Linked DNA regions of Mus musculus: region 2 is linked to region 1. A link is a contact called in public ChIA-PET data. All regions are on one chromosome and are shown on one strand. Each heading gives the region's core, a stretch centred on a gene start, on an enhancer-like site or on the middle of the called end of the contact. The rest is flanking DNA. Distances are from core to core; before and after follow the strand shown. Region 1 overlaps Gtf2i (general transcription factor II I). Region 2 overlaps Gtf2ird1 (general transcription factor II I repeat domain-containing 1).

Region 1 (4,157 bases), core at 130-2,629:
GAGGGAGGGAGGGAAGGAGAGAGGGAGGGAGGGAGGAGGGAGGGAGAGAGGGAGAAAGGAAGGAAAAAAATGATAATTAAAGAGTAAAAAACGTTTTGAAATGGGAGCTGGAGACATGGCTCAGTGGTTAAGAGCACTGACTGCTCTTCCAGAGGTCCCTGAGTTCAATTCCCAGCAACCACATGGTGGCTCACAACCATCTGTAATGGGTTCTGATGCTCTCTTCTGGTGTGTCTGAAGACAGCTACAGAGTACTTATATCCATAAAATAAATAAATAAATATTTTTTTTAAAAAATGTTTTAAAACCTTTTTTAAAAATCCACAACCTTGAAAATACAGAAACTAAAATTTGTTTAAGATTCAAAGACAATATAAAACCAAGCAGAGGCCATAAGAAACATCTGCAAGACCATATTTCTGACTTATATCCAAAATATAGGCAGAACTTTCAACAATGGAAAAAAAACAAAACAGTAAGCACAGGTTAAGAGAGAAAACAGGATCTGGGAAAGTGGCTCCCTGGGTCAAACACTTGCCACACAGCCTAGAACTGCAGTCTGAACTCCCAGGACCCAAGTGAGGCGGGCCAAGGTGGTGCATGTCTGTAAACCAGCTCTCTACAGCAAGATGGAAGGCAGAGAATTCCTGGGCCCTCGAAGGTCAGACAGCCCAGCTTCTGCAGTAGCCACATGCTCAGACCAGCACATGAGGTTATCTGATGCCAACAGGCACACCATGCCACATATGCATACTCTGCTCCCTCTCTGTCTCTCTCTCTCTCTCTCTCACACACACACACACACACACACACACACACACACACACTGGCAAGTTCATGAAAGAAACGTTCAGCATCATCCCCATGAGGAAACAACAACTGCAACCCCAGCAAGGGAGCTTGAGAGAGCTAGCTCAGTGGTTAACCATCTGCCCCACAATCCTGAGCATCAGAGCTTGTATCTCAGAATTCCCATCACAAGTGAACCAAGCCTGCCATTACCTGCAGCCCAGCTCGGAGGGAAGCAGAAACAAGAGACAGATCAGTGAGCTTTCAAGCTCGAGGCCTGAATTCTGAGAGACCCTGCCTCAAAGGAAGAGTTAGAGTAGAAGACAGTGGATGGCCTCCTCTGGCCTTGGAGCAGGCACAGGCACACAACCTCCTACCCCATTCCCACCCCAACATAGGAATATACCATATATTTACAAACAGGCACATGCACAAAATTAACTGATTATAAAGAAACCCTTAGGGGCCCCTCCTAAGTGAAACTGAGTATAGTCCCGCCTTTAATATGAGCAGTAGCGAGGCTGAGGCAGGAAGCTCGCTCGTCAGAAGCCAGGTCTGCTCAGCACAACATGACTCAATAACTAACCACTCAAACTGTAACCTTCTCAGCTAAGGAGAATGCTTTTTGTTCATAATAGCTTCTAAGAGTACTAGTACATACCAGAATCTTCTGTGGGTTCAGTTTTCACTTTGATGGGGCCACAACTGAAAGGAGGAAGAAATGTGGATCATGGGGTGCGTCTGTGAGAACCACCTGCACAGCTGTCAACAGCTTCCCCGACATCCAGCCTCGACTACCCAGGGCTCTGTGCACAGCTGCAGAGCTGAAGCCCACACTCCCGTGCCCATCACGCCTGTGCCTCCAGCTCTTAGGAGGCTGGGGCACAAGTGTCCCAAAATGAGGCTAGCCTCGGCTATTACAAAGTGAGAATATTTCTAAAACAAAACCAAAATTGACACTTTTGCAGCCAAGTGCTGCACCCTGCACTTCTGGATGTGGCCCTCAGCCTTCTGCTTTTAGTAACTCTGGGGCAGGGTCACAACAGTATGGGGGGGACGATGGCTTACCTTCCACTAGGAGACAGCATGGACCTCTCAGCCTCGGCCGCCAGCACTCGACCACCTACAAAGCAAAGGGCATTCAGGTTCAATGACATTTGTTGGTATTCTTGTCGGTTTGCTTGTCTGTTTTTCTGGTTTTTGGATTTTGACACAGGGTTTCTCTGTGTAGCCCTGGCTGTCCGTCAATTCCACATTCTCTCATCCCACAGTGTCAGGATTCTAGGGCTCATGATACCATGCCCTGGCTTGTGGGGGATTCAGGGTGAGGTTGGGGGACCCGGAGAAGAAACATCTCGGGATGAGCAAGCATAAACAGTCCTGAACTCAGTCATCCAGTTTTCATTTCACAGAAAAAGCTTATTTCTGCCAGTAAGCTGGCAACAGAAATAAAGCATTTGAGTGGCATAAGGTAAGAAGCGGATGTAAATATGACCCCTATTCAAGGTCAGTAGCTATGCCTCGTGTGGGGGTTCTGTTAGATATGATAGAAATGTTCTCAAGTAGATAATCAACAGTTGCCCAATCTGTGGTACATTTGAAACTGGTGAATTATACTGCAATTAAAAGAACTGTCTTACCTGACCTGGAGGTATATAGGGAATCCAGGCATTAAGGATACTGAGACAGTTCAAGGCCAGTCTTGACTACACGGCAAAACCCTGTCTCACCTTTGCATAGCCTAGCATGTGCAAGGCCCCTGGCTTGTATCACCGGCACTGTGGAGGGGTGCCGTTGAGGTTAAACCTGTAACCAATCTACACAGCCCTTTACTTAAGAGCCAAGAATCTATACAGCCCAAATGTCCCTCACCACAAAAATGAGCAAACGTGTCTGGGTTACATCTAGATCGCAACCTGGACTCAAGCAGCCTGTGTGGAGCACAGCGGGGAAGAGCGGGAGGCCTGCCCTGAGTCTGGTCTATAGCGAAAGGCCCAGGCCACCCAGGCAGCAAGACCCTGCAGCTGGTCTTTGATTCGTTGTGGGTTCTTTTTTTCTCCCACCCTTCCCCCCCCCCTCCCGCCCCCATGGTTTTACTCCTAACACTAGATAGGAGAGAAAGGATAAAGGGGAGAGAGACCCCTGAACCTAATTTCTTTCCTTTTGTTTCTTCTTTGAGCATGGCAACTAACAAACTATGACCAACATCCCCCACCCCAGGACCAGCAACCACCCACCACACCTGTCAGGGGCTCAGGACACCTTAATGAGGCAGACTCACTTGTATTTTTTTTTTCTGCTGGTCTGTGTAGTCAAGACTAGTTGTCCTTCCAGCTTCCAGACTTGCCTGCCTCTGCCTTCCATCTCACAGCAAAGGCCCTGCCCTTACCCACACACACTCCCACTTTAGTCCCAGGGATGGAGCTGGGGTCGCCGGGCCTGGTAGCACACGTGTCCTTTACCTGCTGAGCTGTCTGTCCTGCAGCCTGTCTGTGCCACTTCTGTGACTTAATGTGAAAGTTTTCTTTGTGTAGCCTGGACTGGCCTCACATTTTTCATCTTCCTGCTTCAGCTATGAAAGTGCTGGGAGTCCAGGCCTGTGCCACAACCCTGCTTTTCTCCCAATCTTTAAAATGAGCCACACACTGCTGCCTTCCCACTGAGCAGGCAAAGGAACGCTCGCCTAACCTAACATGGAGGACGGTCGTGGAGAGGACCTAACATGGACCTCAAGGTGACGTGCACTACGGCCGCTGTATTTGGTCTTATTTGTAATTACCCTAGCCAGACCAAAAGGTAAGCGACAAAAGGGACACTGGCAAGAAGGGAAGAGGGACACCGCTGTCTCCACCCTCATATCGCTGTGAAGAAAACACAGAAATAGAGTCAGGGTCAGCTGACTCCAGCAAAGTTTCCAAGACAACGCAGAGAGCACGCTTCTCACGGAGACCTAGATGCAAAGACGAATTTAAGCCTCTACATTCTGTGGGGTACAAACTCAAAATAGACTGGGCTGGCGGTTCCGGGCAGTGGAGCATCTGACTGGCACTGACACGCTGGGCTCCACTCCTAGACACCCACATCCAGGACACCTTTAACACTGGAAGAGGGACACAAGCAAGGCAAGCGCCCACATCCCAAGGCTAGTTAATGGTTCCTTCTCTTTTGTTTGTACTACAGCATCGTGAGTGTTGAGTGAACTCCAAGGAATCAGCCTGTCAGAGAAGAGATCCAAGACACAAGCAGCTACAGGAGAAAAAGCAAATCACGGAGAACACCCACTGAGCCCTCGACACAAGGTGTCACCTACAATCCCAGCACCAGGGACATGTGTGTGACTTTGAGGCCACTCTGGCTCAACATAACCA
Region 2 (4,454 bases), core at 1,212-3,711, 110 kb after region 1:
GGTAACAGGGTTAGCCCAACTCCAGAACACACCCGCTGGTACCCACTTACCTGTGAAAATGCGCTCATCGAACATTCTGGGAAGAGAGAAGAGAGAGCATGAGAAAGGTGCAGGCTGTTCCCGTCTGAGATGCCACAGGTGCCACCAGTGTGGCTCTTAGAGCCACGGACCAGGGCACGGGGGGGTTGACCACCCATGCGGGCAAGAGCTGGGGAGTGACCGTTCATCTTGCTAAACTGATGTGACTCAGAATGGCCACTGAAACAAACCTCTGGACAAGTCCATGAAGGGTCTCTAGATTAGGTTGACTGAGGAGGGAATATCTACCCTAAATGTGGGTGGCACATCCGATGGGCTGGAATCCTGGACTGAATCGAAAGAAAAACAGACAGCTGCGGGTCAGTGTTCAGCCCTACACTTTCTGGCTGGGAATACATGGTGAGTGACCTGCCACCCCACGTTCCCCCTGCCCACCTTCCCGCCACGGTGGACCTGCAAACTGTGAGCCTAAGTAAGCTTTTCCTCCGTAAGTAGCTTTTGTCGAGGGCTCTGTCATAGCAACAAGGAAATATAACTATTACAGAGGGACTCTGAAATCTCGGTATTAAAGTTTCTGCTTAGCCAGGGATGGCACAGCTCATGACCTATCTGGTCATTATGCCAACAAGGGGAAGCTCGAAACGCTATTTTGAAGCAGTGGGACAACTCAAGCTCCTGTCCTGCTACTACTCCAGCCACAAAAGACCTGTACAGGCTTTCTGTTGTTCTGTTTTGCTTTTTGTGAGGCAGGGTCTCATGGAGCCCAGGCTGACCTTGAACTCCCTTTGGAGCCCAGGATGACCTTGGATTCCTGATCCCCCTCCCGTGCTGGGATTACAGGCCTGTTTACACTATGCCTGGATTCTGAGTGCTGGGGATGGAATCCAGGGCTTTGTGGATGCCAGGCAGGTGCTCTGACCACTGAACCACACCACCATCCCTTACCTGCTCATGAAGCCCCTGTTATATACCCATGTTTCTAAGGGCCAGGCTCAGCAAGAAGCAACTCGGAGCCACTGGACAGATCACAGTCACGGAAGCTGACCTGAGGACCCCTTCAGGGGCAGCCTCAGAAGGTAGAAGCCCCAAGCAAGGGCAGGCCCTTGTAGTGATATGCTTGCTCATCCATGCAGGCTTCTACCTCATGGGAGCCACAGACACCTTGGACCCTGTGAAAGGTCAGGTCACTGATGGACCGACTGCAGGGGAAGAGGCCCTGGGATGGCTTAAGGTCCAAAACCTCTAAAGCCGAGGCCAAGAAGGACAGGCATGGAGGTACCCACCCACCTGTAATCCCAGCATTTGGGAGGCTGTGTGTGCTGCTACCACCACAGGGCTTAACAACAAAGTGGGGCCCTCTGAGGAGCGAACTGCCCACAGGAGACTGGCCTATGGACGTGTCTGTGAGGAATCCTGTAAACGGATGCTCAGCCCACTGTGGGTGGTGCCCTCAATGGGCGTGGTCCTGGGCTGTGTAAGAAAGCCCAGCACTAGCAAGGGCTGAGGCAGAGAGTGAGTTAGTGAGCAGCATTCCTCCAAGATATCTGCAGAGTTCCTGCCAGCTTTCCTCAAGGAGGGACTGGGACCCAGAAGTGGAAATAAACCTTTTCCCTGCCCCAAAGTTGCTTCCCTTCAGTCGTTGTGTTTATCACAGGGGTGACAGGATGAAACTGGGACAGGGGGATGAGTGTATAAATGGTGTGTGTGTGTGTGTGTGTGTGTGTGTGTGTGTGAGAGAGAGAGAGAGAGAGAGAGACAGACAGACAGACAGACAGACAGACAGACACTCAGACACTAGGATCAGAGTGCCTGATCTGAATGTGTGGAAACGTCACAAAACCAACTATTTTAGCCAACCCGTCTGACATAACTTAGGAAGCCATGGAGAATGTAGAGCACAGAAATGCAGACCTGTAATCCCGGTGGAAAAAGAAGACTCAGAAATTCAAGGTCATCCTGGGCTACACAGTACACAGACCATGCATGTCTTAAAAACAAAACAAAAACAAAAACAAACAAACAACAACCCAGAAAACAAAACAAAGGACCCCCAAACTAAAACAGCCAGCAGTGGTGTTGCGAGCCTTTGATCCCAGCACAAGGGAGGCAAAGGCAGGCGGGTCTGATAAGTTTGAGGCCAGCCTGGTCTACGTATTAAGTTCCAGCCAGAACTACACAGGGAAACCTTCTCTCCAAACAAACAAACAAACAAATTAAAATAAAATGAAACAAACAAACAAGCCAGTAAGGGTAGACTAAGTTGGGTGTCTGAATTAAGCTCAGGGCATGAACGTGGCTTCCTGTTCTTCCTCTGAGAGACCAAGGGTTCCTTGCTCTTCCCGGAGCTCTGGGAGCTCACACACACATCTGGATACCAAAAGGCCTGAAGCAGTCGGAGAGCAATGCTGGCGTGGGGGCGGGAACTAGCTTCCTGTCGGGGGCCCTGCTTCCCCTCTCAGCCCCACCCACTGACCCAGCGGCTGCAGACTTAACAAGGCGACCATTCTTTAGGAAGTAAGGAGTTGGGGGGAGGTACAGTCCGACTAGGAGGGGTTTCATATCATTTTCCGCAGGGGAAAAAAGCCAAATGTCCTCATAGGGTGCCCAGGCTGGAAGGCACACTTCACTGACTTAGGGTCCCAAAGCTCTAGAATCATCTGCTCCTCTTTTTTGCTTTTGTGGTTCTGAGGATGAAAAATCCAGTCCTTCATACATGTTAGGCAGGGGCTCTACCACTGAGCCACGCCCCCAGCCCCTCACTGGAGGATTCTAGGCAGGGGCTCTACCACTGAGCCACGCCCCCAGCCCCTCCCTGGGGGACTCTAGGCAGGGGCTCTACCACTGAGCCACACCCCCAGCCCCTCCCTGGGGGATTCTAGGCAGGGGCTCTACCACTGAGCCACACCCCCAGCCCCTCCCTGAGGGATTCTAGGCAGGGGCTCTACCACTGAGCCACGCCCCCAGCCCCTCCCTGGGGGATTCTAGTCAGGGGCTCTACCACTGAGCCACGCCCCCAGCCCCTCCCTGGGGGATTCTAGTCAGGGGCTCTACCACTGAGCCATGCCCCCAGCCCCTCACTGGGGGATTATAGGCAAGGGCTCTACCACTGAGCCATGCCCCCAGCCCCTCACTGGGGGATTCTAGGCAGGGGCTCTACCACTGAGCCACGCCCCCAGCTCCTCACTGAGGGATTCTAGGAAGCCTTTCTTTCATAGAACGGAGCCAATTCACACCTCTTGATAATGAAGTGAATGCTGTGTCGCTCCTCCAGAATCCTCTTCAGCTTCGGCACTCCGTAAGTACAGGGTCGCTTGAAGGGGATCTTGTCTGGAATACCCACAATTTCCACAGCCTCGGGGTCACAGGCAATCTTCCTATAGGGCACAGGGACCATGTGGTCCAGGCCCAGGGCTTCCGCTGGAAGGGTAAGAACAAGGGTGAATGCAAGGGACAAGTCACAGTGGATACGGTGTTGGCCACAGTCCATCTAACACTGTTGGCTGCGTGTGCTTCTTTCAACGTTTTTAGACAAAGTCTCACTATGTAGCCCTGGCTGACTCAGAACTCACTATGTAGACCAGGTTAGCCTCAAGCTCAAAGATTTGTCTTGCTCCCCAAATGTAGGCATTAAAGAACAGTGTCCCCCAGCTACACACACACAAACACACACACACACAAATACACACACACAGGGTTTCTCTGGGTAGCCCTGGCTATCCTATAAGTCACTCTATATACAAGGCTAACCTCAAACTGCCTTCTGAGTGCCACCACAACCTGGCCCAGCATCCTTTTTCAAACACTTTAGAAGGTTCACTATTTATTTATTGGGAGTCATGGCTAAGGGCCACAGCCTGAGTGTGGAGGTCAGAGGACAACTTGCAAGAGTCGGTTCTCTCCTTCCATCATGTGGGTTCCAGAGCAAGAGGCTTAGCCGCAAGCACCTGTACCAATTGAGCCATCTTGCTTCCTTCCTGTTCCTCATTGAGACAGGGCCCTGCTCTATATCCCAGACCGGCATCAAATTCACAGCAATCCTCCAGGCTCGGCCTTCAGGCGTTGGGCTTACAGACCAGGCACACCATCACGCCAAGCTCCAAATATTGCTTGCTTTCTTTGGGCATGCTAGTCCTTGCTTGGGGCTTTTTCTCGTCTCCTCGGGGCTGGGTGTTGTAGCCCAGAGCTGCCCTTCAGCCACTCACTGGCCAAGTCAGGGCTGGGCACAAGCGTCCAGGCTGCTTCATTGTTTTTCTTGTGACATGTCCCAGGTCTGTCTGTTGGCAGCGTTGGCAGCCAGCTCTACACCGTGAAGTCACACTTAGCTCGTTGTCACTTTAAACCCTGGAAATCTCAGCAGCTGTCAAGTCATTTCTCCCCCACCCCCACCTCCTGTCTGGGGAGCCACCCTCCCTGCC

The links. ChIA-PET counts read pairs in DNA pulled down with a chosen protein or histone mark.
Region 2: a contact with region 1 is called in an RNA polymerase II ChIA-PET map of memory CD8 T cells, with 2,337 read pairs. The contact joins two enhancer-like sites. A contact is called at or near these places in 1 of 484 Hi-C or Micro-C datasets (embryonic retina), 2 of 115 datasets of contacts at active chromatin or transcription factors (astrocytes and memory CD8 T cells) and 3 of 9 other capture datasets (adipose tissue, liver and pancreatic islet).

What each region holds. Positions count from the first base shown.
Region 1 is chr5:134,281,337-134,285,493 of GRCm38.p6, forward strand. It overlaps Gtf2i (general transcription factor II I), which reads right to left. Exons shown (of 34, transcript NM_010365.4): 7 at 1,858-1,912; 8 at 1,451-1,494. Among named protein-coding and RNA genes, the nearest start is that of Gtf2i, 31 kb to the right of the region's middle. Within about 2 kb of position 1,380, at least 41 of the 459 cell types and tissues checked have an H3K27ac peak or open chromatin away from gene starts, as enhancers often do. A contact at or near this core is called in memory CD8 T cells, where this site is marked.
Region 2 is chr5:134,392,345-134,396,798 of GRCm38.p6, forward strand. Gtf2ird1 (general transcription factor II I repeat domain-containing 1) reads right to left here. Exons shown (of 30, transcript NM_001081464.2): 9 at 3,273-3,456; 10 at 51-76. Among named protein-coding and RNA genes, the nearest start is that of Gm46925, 46 kb to the left of the region's middle. Within about 2 kb of position 2,462, at least 107 of the 459 cell types and tissues checked have an H3K27ac peak or open chromatin away from gene starts, as enhancers often do. A contact at or near this core is called in memory CD8 T cells, where this site is marked.